2 separate regions of the Mus musculus genome follow, and region 1 is linked to region 2. The links are chromatin contacts, called in public promoter capture Hi-C maps. All regions are on one chromosome and are shown on one strand. The core of a region is the stretch at or near the end of the contact, and the rest is flanking DNA. Distances in the headings are between cores, read along the strand shown. Region 1 overlaps 1700112D23Rik (RIKEN cDNA 1700112D23 gene). Region 2 overlaps Tnik (TRAF2 and NCK interacting kinase).

Region 1 (6,093 bases), core at 277-2,776, 70 kb before region 2:
AGAACTGCAGTTACATATGGTTGATGAGCTGGGACTCAAACCTTGGTCTTCTGGAAGAGCAGCTAGTACACATAACTACAGAGCCTTCTCTTCAGGACCACACTAAGGGCTATTTTTCTTTCTTTCTTTTTTTTTTTAGAACCTACTTCTGACCTACTGAAAGCTACAACTGCAAACATATGCACTGAGTGTCATTAACACTGTTTCTTGAGGGGGAGTACGGTTCTGAGTGAATCTGAATGTGGGAAATGAGGGAGAGATGATATCTGAAAACCTCTGTAAGTTGCCTCATGCTGCCTAATAAAGAATGAATAAAGTAAGGAATTCTTATTTGCCCTTAAAATTCATAAGAGCAGTTGCAGCATATTACAGGAGAAGGAGGAAGGGACCTGAGAGTCAAAGGACTTCTATCCCAATTCTGCTTGGCTGTGTACCAGCTGAGAAAGTGTGTACAGTTTGCTTACATCCCAGTCACTTGGAGCCCTCATGTTGAAATGGCAGTAGTGGGAGCTGGAGAGAGGTCAGTGGTAAAGAGCAACTGCTGCTTTTCCAAAGGACCAGAGATGAGCACATGAGGCTGCTCACAACTGCCTGTAGCCCAGCACCTCAGCACCAGGGAACCTGACCTCTGCTGAAGGCCTGTGTGCCCCCTCACAAAAAATAAAAATGAATTTTGGAATACTCGCAGAGTCCAGAATGGTGACAATGTGGGAAAGACTGTGACAGTGGCGCAGACTGCTTCATACGGCAAGCCCGTTTTCATAGCTGGAGACTCCAACATTTCCATCAGTAATCCACAGGAAAATCTCAGTCCTTTCAAAGCAATCAGTAAGGATGCAGGAGATCTGAGCGACATTTTTCCCGGCTGGCAGTCGTAGAACTCTCAGCCCATGGTACTGAGTACCAGGGCCAGAGTTAGTAGAAGTACTTGCATCTAATTGTAACACAATTAGAATGGACATTTTATGTAATTGCAGAAAGGTGGGAGAACTGTTCTTATTTCATATTATATGCAACCCATTTTCCCTTCCCACCTCCATCATTCCTCATTTGCACCATTTAGATATCTTCAAGAAGCTGTGAGCGAGGGCAGGTGCCTCCTTATGTCACTGTGCCTTTTCCTCCTGAAACATGAGATGTAGCAAGGTGGGGCTGGGGGAGGGGTGGCACTGCTGAGGGTGAGCACTGACTTCCATGTCAATCACACAAGAGAATAGGCTGGTCACGGTCACAGGCAGGGACTGCCGCCACCTCACCCAGAGGCTCTTCTCATAAAGCCTCCCCACCAGTTTCATAGGCCAGCAAAGTGGTGTTAGGTGATGCTGTAGTTGATTGCTTAGGTGGGTCTCCTTGTGTGTGAAATCAGCTCCTTTCCAATTAAGACTAAGACTGAGACAGTACAGAAAAGTTTATATATCATATGTCAGAGTACACATAATATGTGATATGCAGTACGTATGTCACATGAATAAATGAGGAGGAGAAAAGGAACCATTGCCTTGGAACTGCTTGCTGGAGCCCTCATGATGACACCGGCAGAGCTGGCGGTGAGTAAATAAGGTTGGGGCTGTGTGCTTTTGGCAGCACCCCACCCACATGCCAGTTCAAGAAAGCGCCCATGAACAAAAGCGTTTGAGTGTTTCGAATTAGGAACTAAATTACTTTTAGAAGTAAAGAATCAGAATAGTGGTAGGTAGCTCCAGTTACTTATTTGACAAAACAGAGGAGAGCTGATGGGGCTTGTCTTAATGTATTAGGAAAACAACCTCTGGGCCCCTGCTGACAGGACAGTTTCTCCAAGTGCTATTAATTAGAATGTGTTATTAGCTAACAGCAGGGAGCACACACCCTTTGCATGTTAACTAAAGTGCAATCGCCATTTAGCTAGTGGGCCTTGCTCAGTCTTCAAAACAGTCTTAATCATTAGTGAGTTAGTTAAACTATAACATCATGAGATAAAAATAATCACTGGTGTCACTTGGGAACAAGTTTGAACTGGACTGGTCAGATGTTCTCAGTATAGTCAGTGCTGACTGCGTTGATTGCTGGGTGACAGTCAGCTATGGACACATCTGGACAAACCCAGCTCCAGATGCAGCCACTTCCACTGCTCTCCCAGGGTTGCACAGTATCCTGAGATCAGAGGGACTGGCACATTGCTGCATTTTGCTGAAGTTGGGTGTGAAGGGGTGGTACTGGGGGCTCCATCTTCAACTCTCAGTTACCCAGAATCTTACAATATATAGTTGCAATTCATGTATTTCTGATGTTTTATTTTCTAATTAATTAATTATTATTGACTCTACCTTGGTAGGTGTTGAAATGGTGGCAAAGCTCATTCAAGCCTCCTTGGTTGATCTTGGGAGAGTGCTTCAGTACTAGCGCAGAGGTTGTGAGGAGAAGCTAACATTCTCTTGCAGGGGTATCTCTTTTCCATTTTTTAAAAATGATGGATGTGTGTAAAATATATTCAGAGATGAAGAATAACGTACATGTAAGATAGAGAGACTGAATAATGTGTGTGTTCTGCATACCAACATTTGTCACATTTGCCATCTTTATTCCACTTAATAAGATGACTTTCCCCATTTCATTTACTTTCCAGCACATGACACATGTTCATTCTCTCTTATGGTGGAAACAATGCTCCCATGCATGTGTTTGGCATGTCACATTGGTTCATCCATTTGTTTTTGATGGACATCTAGGTATTTCCTTGTCTTGGCCGTTATGAATACTCCTGCATAAACATGGATATCTTTGTATATCTATGTGATATCCTGCTTTAGATCGCATCTTGTGTATACCCAGGAGTGGGATATCTGGATCATACAGTAGTCTTACCTCATATTTTTTGGCAGATATTGGCAGTCACAGTGCTTGCATTAGTGCACTGGCTCAGAAGGAGTGTGTAAGATAGTCTTCTCTCTGCATCCTTACATGGGTGGTTGTTTCTGACTTGGGGAAGATGGAATCTCACTGCAGTTTTGGTTAAACATTTTTTTACATATGTATTTGTTGGACATTTGTAATATTTTCTTTTTAAAAATAAATTTACTGGGGCTCAGTGTTGAAGACCACTTGCTGCTCTTGCTGAGTTTTGTTCCCAGCATGCACATGGTGGCTCATAACTATAACTTTGGTTCCAGGGGATCCAATGACTTCTTCAGACCTCTGCGTGCATCACACGTGCACATGTACACATACATACATGCAGGGAAAAGTGTATACATATAAAATAAATAATGTTTAAAAGCTTAGCATACAAAGTTTTACAGGTCTTCTTAGGGACATTCCATATATCCTTCCTTCTCTAAGCTTGCTATTCCCATTCCTCATGCCCCTCTACCAGCCTTCCCCGCTGCCTCCGGAACCCCCTTAGCTTGCTACTCCCGTTCCCTGCTCCCCCACTCCCTCCAGCACCCCCTTTAGAGTTTATATGCCATGTAGTCACCTTCCTCCTGGTGCTGTTCCCTTAGGATCTCCTCTCCCATCTCACAGGCTCCTTTCCAGTTTCCTGGCCTTTCCCCTCAGTGCCCCCACCTAGACACACCTAGTAAATGGCTAAAGCTGTGATCTACAGAGGAAAGAGAAGAGAGGGTCTCTATCTCTCTGAGCCCTGATTACCTTGTTGTACTTATCTATTCTCCTACAGATTATATATTTTTTATGCACAAATAAGATTCTATTGACCCAATACTCAAATAAGCCAATTTTCTTCATAGTCTATAGATGAAGTTCTGTACCATTTGCTATGACCTGACCACTCACCTCTCTTGCCAGTTCACACTCAACACTCCAAATTCAGTTAGCTGCTTTGGCACAGTAGACAATAAGGGTGCAATGAGTTCATATGTGGGGGACCCTAATCAAGAGGGGCAGTGTACTTGTTAGAAAGCACACATGCTAGAAGTCTCTTCCTCCCCCCATGTGCACACACAGTTCTCCTGCCTGCCCAACTGTGAGAAACAGTTCAATACTGGTCTAGGTGTTTTGTCACAGCAGGACAGGCTGGCTGATACTCCATTTAGGGACGAAATAACTTGCACATCACACAGTCACACTTGAGCTAATGCATTCTTTGAGGGTGACTATTTGGGCCTAAGCAAGATTAATGCTGTCTTTATTTTCATTTCACACAGGAGTGAGTGACTGAAACTTGAAACTGTGTGACTTGCCCAGAATGACTCAGCTGAGAACTCTGTGATGAGGGTGCATGCAGCCCTGCAATGCTGCTGGCCCTGTGGTGAGGGCACAGCCCAGCAATGCTGCTGGCCCTGTGGTGAGGGCACAGCCCAGCAATGCTGCTGGCTTCAGTGCTTAATCCAGGAGTTACTTACCTCTAGGAATCCTGTTCAGAGCACAGGCCCGTCTTACTCTTTGTCTGCTGAAGGCTGTCTATACAACATGAATAACCGTAACTTTTCTACATTGTCTCACAAATGTCTACAGATTTTAATCCATCTCTTATTTCCTCTTTCTTCCTAATAGCAAGCTTTGCCCACTGCTGTTGTTGTTTTAGATGAGTCTTGTTTTGTAGTCCACTCTGGACTTGAACCAGCAATCCCGTTTCCTTAGCATCTTGAGTACTGGGGTCTCAGGTATGTGCCATATACTTAGCTGTTGCTATCAAACTTTCTCATGCTCTGTTATTTGCCTTCCTCTAATTCACCCTGAAGTTCTTTCTCTATTCCTCTTTTCTCTCAGCCTAGAAACATTCACATATGATTAGGGTTGGTTTTTAATGCCAGCTTGTCACAGATTTCAGTGGCCTTCATAGATACTCATCTGAAAAAGTTCCCTGGTCATCTTGATTGATGTGGGGAGATCTGCCCTCTGGTAGAAGCATCTTCTAGTAGCAGTTCAGACAAAAATGGCAGAAAGAAATCGGCCTCCTCACCCGTTGCTTGCTTGGTCTTCCCTCTTGCCTCCAAGTTAACTTGCTCTGTTGCTGTTGCTGCTTCCTTTGCTGAGATGAGAATGAGCCTTTCAAGCTTTCTTTGTAGCACAGGGACCACACACCCCCATTGGTTCTGTTCCTCTGCAGGATCCTGACTAATCCATATTCTCTTTCATCATAATAAGACCTTGCATTGGTCTTCAGCTTGCAGATGCATTTCTTATCCCAGCATGCACCTCTAGGAGAAGGTAATCTGTCTCTCATTTCTTTTCTATTATTAGAAGCAGGATACATAATGAAGAAAACTGGGAGAACATGTTCAAATGGAGAACAGTCCACACCACACAAGTTCTTTACTTTTTTACTTCATAAAATTAAAAGCCAAGATTGTTGAACTGATTTTAAAATTTTCATCTCTCTGTCTCTCTGTCTCCCTCTGTCTGTCTGTCTGTCTGTGTGTGTGTGTGTGTGTGTGTGTGTGTGTGTGTGTACACATATGGAGGTCTATGAACAACTTATGGGAGTCAGCTCTCTCCTTCCACTATGTGGGCCTAGGGATGGAACTCAGGTCATCAGGCTTGGTGTCAAGTGTATTACACCTGAAGATATCTCACCGGCCCTGGAAATGTTTGGGCTATATGTCAGGGTTTTCCAGAGTAACAGAACTTACAGAATGAATCTCTCTCTCTCTCTCTCTCTCTCTCTCTCTCTCTCTCTCCCTCCTCCCCCTCCCTCTTCCCCCTCTGTCTCCATCTCCATCTTCATTCATATATATATATATTCCAGTCCAAGATTCTAGTACTTGTTCAGGCCATTAGCTGTATGTTTCAGCTGGTCTTCAATATGTGTTGGAATCTTGAAGAAGTAGGCTCTGATGCCAATGAAGGACTGGACTTGCTAGTGAGGTAAAAGCAAACAAAGAGCAACAACTTTCTTCTTTCATGTCTTACAGAAGATTCCAGAAGAAGGCGTGGCCCAGATTAGAGCTGGGTCTTCCTATCTTGAGAGTCAAGATTAGAACTAGATCTTACCACTTCAAATTAAGCAAAAATATCTCATATGTGTGCCCCATTTTGGGGGGGGGGGGCTTAGTTAATTCAAGATGTAGTCAAGCTGACAACCAGGAATAGTCATCACAGGCTATAACTTATAAATGGCTTGCGGAATTAAATAACATTGCTTATTTTATTCCT
Region 2 (6,576 bases), core at 2,459-4,958:
AGAGACATGGAACCCAGTCCAAGGGGTCTTGGGAGAATTTGCCCTGACCTCAATGTATACTATTAAATAAACACAACAATAATAACGACAAAGTCTAGGTCTTGAAGTTTGTTTAAAATTCCCCAAGAAAAGCACTGAGCTTCATTTAACTAAGGCTTTCAGGTTCCATGTGGTGCCTAATATAAGTTGTTGTTTGTATGGTGTGGGATGGCTATGTATGATCTGAATGGAAATCGGTGTGGCGAAGATTCACAGTCCATCCATCTCTACCATTCACTGGATACAGGCATCCAAGCTACAACATATTAGCCAGCACTCATGAACGAAGGTCTCTTTCTAGGTTCCAGACCAATTCTGTGGCATGGGCATGCTCAGTGGGCTTGCTGGATAGTTAGCAATTTTGTGCATTGATAATGGGCAGGTCTACTAAAGCTTAATTGGGGTTTGCGGGTAGAAGCTATTCTGCTTTGTAGAAAAACAAAAACCTGGCTGATTTTTAGAAAAAAAAAAAAGTTTAAAGGTAAAGATCAAAACAGAAGACACTTTAAATTATAGTAGATAAATAGATCACACCCACCAGAAACAAACAAAAGAAAATCAACCCCAAATTTGGGATCTACATGAAGAATCACTAGGGCACCACTCTGATACTTTTTGCATGACCAAGGCCTCATGATGTCAGGATTGAGACCTGTCATAAATGCCAGAATATTTATTTCTGAGTATAACTGCTTCTAGGAATTCTATAAATGTATTTTAAGGAGCAGAGATTACTGGGGCCCTTTTCAATTTGGTTTGCTGTATGCTCAGTGCAAAATATTTGTACAAAAAAATATAAAAGGCATGGCTCAATGTTTAACGTCTGTGTTTTATTTTGTTGGCACCAGAAAAAGCTCATGTAATGTTATGTCACTGTACATACTGTAAACAAGACGGCATTAATATGTTTTCTTATGATTTTCTTGTTCCAATTAATCTAGATTTTAAAAAATACATTCACAAACTACCTTATGTTTAAACACAATGATTCCCTTTTATTTCTTAACTGTACCCAAAGTCCCACAATAAAAAATCATTTAAAGCTGTGTGTTTCAGATGTATCGCTTAGAAATAATGAAACGAAACAAAACATTAAAACAAAGATCAGTTTGCAACATAATTTAAGGAAGCCTCAGGTTCAAAACATCACAGCAGCAATATAAAGAGCTGGTGGCAATCGCATTTGGAGACAAGACCCAAATCTACATTATTTTTGTCCATATCAGCATCCAATTATGGTAGTTGCTAAATTCAACCCAGATCTATTGCTGAATTTGTCCCATGGAATTCATGAGGACAATGTTGTTTGGCAGCATAACCCCAGCAGTAAAAATGAGAACGGAAGGATTTCATTGCCTTTGAGAGCTAGAGGGACCATGACGGGCGCATCCTGGTGATCACTTGAAGACCACCCTGACTATATTTCTGTGTGTTACCTGCTTCAGATAACTGCAAACAATAATCACCTGTGGAGATTACAGATTTTCCCCTAGTCCAGAACTCAGAATAGTCCCCTTTCTCATCCCCTTTGGCCAACTACCAGATTAAAAAGGTGCCGTTTTCCTAATATAAGTTTCGTTCTCATTAATAGTACATCAGCTGCTCATTTCTTTAGGCAAAATCAGGAGAATCCCAGTTTTTGTCTTTCTTTTTTGATCCATTTACAGTAATTGTATTCTTTAAAAACAACCTGCATTAGGTTTTTGTCATTGGAGATTTTTTTTCCCCCTCCAATTTCTAAAGAACAATTTGGTCAACTACTGTTTTGAAAATATTCAATACAGCTGAGATTGCCAGGTGAGCTCTCTATATGTCTCCTGGAGATAACACTGCTGTGATGAACAGAGAAACAAAAACAAACAAAACGAGGTAGGTTAAAACAGGAAGCACAGCACAGATACCATTTCGCAACACCTGGATACCGTAGGCGGCCATGCTTATAGCTTTGAGGAAAATCCCAGTCAGTCACATAAAGGTTCAAATCATTCGAGTAAGGGTTTCTATAAGGACACAAGTCAACCTGAACTAAATACATACACATCTCTGCACAGATGTTGTTAACAGTATGTTGGAAAGTTTGGAGGAACATAACATGATTAGAGTCTTAGAATTTTGTCAAAGCCTTGCCTTTAGGTTCCCTAAAATCTGAGCTTTTGGTGCCTGCTGTGTGCGGCAGCCTTGCAAGTCTAGTTAGTCCCTCGACCCAGTAAGAACACAGGCAGCTCAGGAACATTTATTAGTAATTCTTCTCCATCACAGTTTTTCTGTTGAGAAAGTGGCACCCTTGGGAGGGTTTCCAGAGCATGGCTGTTATGTACCCCCAGCTCTGGGAAAGATCTCAACCAGTCACAGTCCTAACAAAGCCCAACTGAAGGGACCTCTTATCAAGGAGGCTTTGTGCCTTGAAGAAAGAACATGTGTGTATTTACATAGACATATTAGCTCATTTCTCAGAAGCTCCTTCTGGGTGACCCACCTGTCATCCCATCTTTTGCCCTGATCTGTTGCATAATAATTGAGGGACAGTCACATCCCAGAGTCCCTCCCCAGTCACAAGCCCACTCAACTCAATGGCATCGCTGTCCCATTCAACACCCTCCATTCCAGAAAGGGCCATATCAAAATATGGCCTGACAGACTCACAAGAGTGGTAGTTGATTTTATTAGGTTAAGGCTAATAGTTTAGCCATTTAAAATCTATTTCCCCAGAGAGGAGAAAACCAGCTATTTTGCTTCTCTTTCAAAAATTCATTAGCCAGTAGCAATTAAAAAAAAAAGATAAAATAAAACAAAACAAGACAAAACAAAAATAGCCTCTTGGGTTAGTGAAGGCAAGAAAATTCTTAAATTACCCCACTATGTGGTTATGGCCTTCAGTGCAGGGAGATAGGGTCCATTTATTGCGATGTTTCTCACTACTGGGAGTTGGAACTTTTACAACATACCATATACTTAAAGCTAGCAGGCAGACAGAATTTTAAAAAGACTATGTTCCCAGTATGCATTTCCCCCCATTCTTACAAAGTAAGGTGGTAAAGGGGGGAAAAAGTTAAAAAGTTCCAAACCAAAAAGAACTGAAAAGCCAGCATGAACACAGCTTAATCATAAGAGCACACAATATTTGTCTCTATCCCTAACTCCGAAGGGCACAAGGTCCATCTCTGTCCACAGACAATGCAGCATCCTCGGAATCGCTTGCCCAGCCATTCCCGCCACCTCTTTCTCTCCTTCTCAACCAGGCTGCAACACCAAAAAGGACTATATTGGGAGAGATGGAGGGAGAGGAAACGGAGAGAGCAGTATGTTCAACCAGGCCTTCTGATTCTGCCTCTAGACTGGCATACGTCCACATGAGTTATGTTCTTTTACATTAGAAATAACGCCATGAAGATAAGTGCCAAGTGCTCTTCTGTTACCAGTTCATCATGGAATTTCTGTTGAGGGTCATGAAAAACACTTGGCTACTTCCTCCAGATCGCACGGATGCAAAAAATACCTGTTTGAAATTAAAAACAAGTTAGTTCAACTTCATGGGTTTCTGTTTTCCCCCTTCTTTTTCTTCAACTGCCAGCCATTTTCTCTCACATGTCCTATCCTCACTGTGCATCGGCTCAGTGTCAATGGCCAGTGTTTACAGTGTTCTTTGGGTTAACACTTAGGCTCTCTGCTGATGCTAGCAGATCCCAGGCCAAGGGAGATAATGGTATTAATAAGCAGAAGCACAGTCCATTAGGTCTGAGCCAGTTCAATCATTTTATCAAAGGCCTGGGCGAAGTGAGCAGAATTTAGATGACTGCTTGCTTGAGCTGATTGTCAGTGAACCACTGCCCCAGGAAAATACTATATGGGGCTGTGCAATAGCCCTTCAGTAAGCCAGTGTCTGTGGTCTGAGGAATGAGTGTGTCACTAGTGAAAGTTTGTGCTACTTGGTGTCCATGGCTTCTTAAGAAGCTTGTGGAGTTGCTTGATATTTAGCTAAAGCTACAGGGGAAACTACAGCTACTCAGGGGTCAGGGAATAGAAACAGGGAGAAGAGTGGAGATCTGCTGAAAAGGTTGCTAGTTGTGAGCTCAGGGAGTAAACTAGAGGCACTAGCCCGAGAGGATGGGTTGGACCAGGCCTGCTGGGGTGGGTCACTGAGAACTACAGTATAGTGGTCAACACACAGAACATCTCATTTCTTAGGATCTAGGGACTGCAGAAGTGTTGGAGTCTCAATTGTTAAGACTGGTTTCTGGCATACTCTGATAAGACCCCTGGTAACTATCCTCGTCTTCCAGAGCTACTGCCCACTAGACCATACCAGGTCAGAAATAGTTAGCCAGGGTCAAAGAATCCAGATCCATATTACCAGGGTGGGATAAAGAGCAGTCTGGCCTCTGGGGAACTGGGGTGAATATAGAAATGTAAACAGTTCAACCCATCACGTTATTCTCTATGTGGACATGGTTGGTCGGGTGAACATAGTCTCAAAGGGTGGGCTCACAAATGTAGATTAGCTATTAAAGACTCCGGATTACTCTCCAGGGAGGGCAAGGCAGAGCATGACCACTTAAGTATACTCCTTTGAGGCGAGAGATCATGCTGGACAGACATGGTCACTTCCGTTGGAATGTAGCCCCCCCCCCCAACCCTTGTGACATGTCAGGAGACACATGGCTGAAATGAGACAGGACATGGCAGGAGTAGAGTTTGTGACTATGTTTCTTAGGAATGAGTGACATTGTTTAGAAGCTCATATTTCTACATGTCATATTTTCTACACTTAAAGGTGAATATAATATGAAAGCTAGGTCCCAACACTGTCTCTGTGAAAGGCCTAAAAGTGAAGGCATAAGGCTAACCCACTATGAGGTGACCAATGATGGGCTAGCTGCTCTAAGTGCATAGGAGAGTCTACAATGGTTGTCAAGTCACTGGAAGGCCCTCAGGCCACAAAAGTCACCAAGAGTTTACAAGAAAGTAAGAGATGTTTTATGCTGGTTTGGATGCATGAGTCATAGATTCTGAATGTTCACATGAATCAAACCAAGTAATGCCACTTCATTGTCATTGATCATTGAACACAGATGTGACTTGAGTCAGTATAAAGGAAAATGAAGGTTTCACAGGTACCTGGTGGTCTCTTAAAATGCAAACACTAAAGCAAAGTTGAAACGGATTTACCTTATCATTTCTTTCACATAGAAACTTTAACCTTTGAGCTCGTTTATGCATAAACACTCCATCCAAATGTCCTGTTTCCACTGACCGGATCTCAATAGCTTTCTCGCCCCAGCCCATTATCTGATTGGAATGAATGTAGGCTGTCAAAAGGAATTTCCAAAACTGCATTAAAAACATTAGATGGGCAACAACTCACAGCATTTGTTTACATCTTAACCACAAAAAGGACAAAGGACTTGAGATTAAACAGACAAAGAGAGTCTTACAAGTGTCAGTCACAGACTTTTTTTTTTTTTTTTGGTGAACTCAAATGGTTGTTTCCCATTTCTTGCCCTTCGTTTCATTTGGGGCGTGTAACTGCTGAAGGAGATAAGGAATGGTTAACCTACCCACAGATGTGGGCATTTCTCCCCATTGGAGCACCACATCCTTAGTGATCCGGCCGTAGGTGTTCACGTACACCCCTTCATCCTCATAGCAGACAAGCATCTCCATTCCATCTGTTTTAGGCAAGATGACGATAGCATGAGGAGTGATATTGCCCTGAATCTAGAAGACAAAGAGAGGCCAGGGATTACTCTGCTTTAAAACAAGACAACCAGCTTGTCATGGTAGTACATGCCTTTGACCCCAACACTCAAGGAGGCAGAGGCAGAGGCAGGCAGATCTCTGTGAGTTGGAGGCCAGCCTGATCTACAAATGGAGTCTAAGACAGCCAGGGTTCTATTATACAGAGAATTCCTGTCTCAGAAAAAAAATCACACAAAACAAAACAAGACACTAAGACAACCTCTTGACTTTTATCTTTAAAAATTACAAATGAAATTTTGTGTTACTTTCACTGTAGAGAATGAAATCTACTTTAATTTAATCTCTGCTCTTGTCAAAGGCACCAGGTAAACACAAACACAGTTACTTTATCACGAATCCGATGGTTCTTAAGGACAGTGACATTGGGTGCATGGAGAACCTAGAGCACCAATCTTTGGACAATGTGCATACATCATTTCTAGGCCTTAGAGAAGTTCTTTATAGAAAGCTTGGTTGCAGATGAGGGAACTACATCTCAGGGTTATATAACTTGAGGATTGGTGATAGAAGCAGGCTCTGAGCACATGTTTCTAAGATTGGAATTCCTAGCTTCCCACTAGAAAGACTGCTTCCATATATGGTCTACAAGGAGGCCATTCATACATCACTCAGAAAATTCACCTGGGAGCTCCAATACCAGAATGATTCCATTAGAGAAAAGTAATAGACCTTACTACTGGTCACACTGCTAACATAGCAGATTGACTGGTTCTATGAAAAGGGAGGTACTACTTCTCCTCCTGGTTGAAACTGTCACATTATTCTAATATGTGATTGCCA

Evidence for each region. Capture Hi-C pulls out chosen DNA fragments and counts their contacts.
Region 1: a promoter capture Hi-C map of pancreatic islet shows a contact between it and region 2, with 4 times the contacts expected there. The contact joins two enhancer-like sites. A contact is called at or near these places in 10 of 39 promoter capture datasets (3T3-L1-derived adipocytes, the HPC-7 cell line, cranial neural crest and 4 more), 2 of 15 datasets of contacts at CTCF or cohesin (the NIH/3T3 cell line and liver), 28 of 484 Hi-C or Micro-C datasets (the AML12 cell line, the Patski cell line, cardiomyocytes and 12 more), 4 of 115 datasets of contacts at active chromatin or transcription factors (astrocytes, extraembryonic endoderm stem cells and hepatocytes) and 2 of 9 other capture datasets (embryonic tail and pancreatic islet).

Annotation. Positions count from the first base shown.
Region 1 is chr3:28,733,009-28,739,101 of GRCm38.p6, reverse strand. The region is part of intron 2 of 1700112D23Rik (RIKEN cDNA 1700112D23 gene); the gene reads left to right. Among named protein-coding and RNA genes, the nearest start is that of Slc2a2, 38 kb to the right of the region's middle. Within about 2 kb of position 1,526, at least 14 of the 459 cell types and tissues checked have an H3K27ac peak or open chromatin away from gene starts, as enhancers often do. A contact at or near this core is called in pancreatic islet, where this site is marked.
Region 2 is chr3:28,664,858-28,671,433 of GRCm38.p6, reverse strand. Tnik (TRAF2 and NCK interacting kinase) reads right to left here. Exons shown (of 33, transcript NM_026910.1): 31 at 5,595-5,754; 32 at 5,206-5,345; 33 at 849-3,535. The coding sequence ends at 3,452. Among named protein-coding and RNA genes, the nearest start is that of Gm52603, 19 kb to the left of the region's middle. Within about 2 kb of position 3,708, at least 6 of the 459 cell types and tissues checked have an H3K27ac peak or open chromatin away from gene starts, as enhancers often do. A contact at or near this core is called in pancreatic islet, where this site is marked.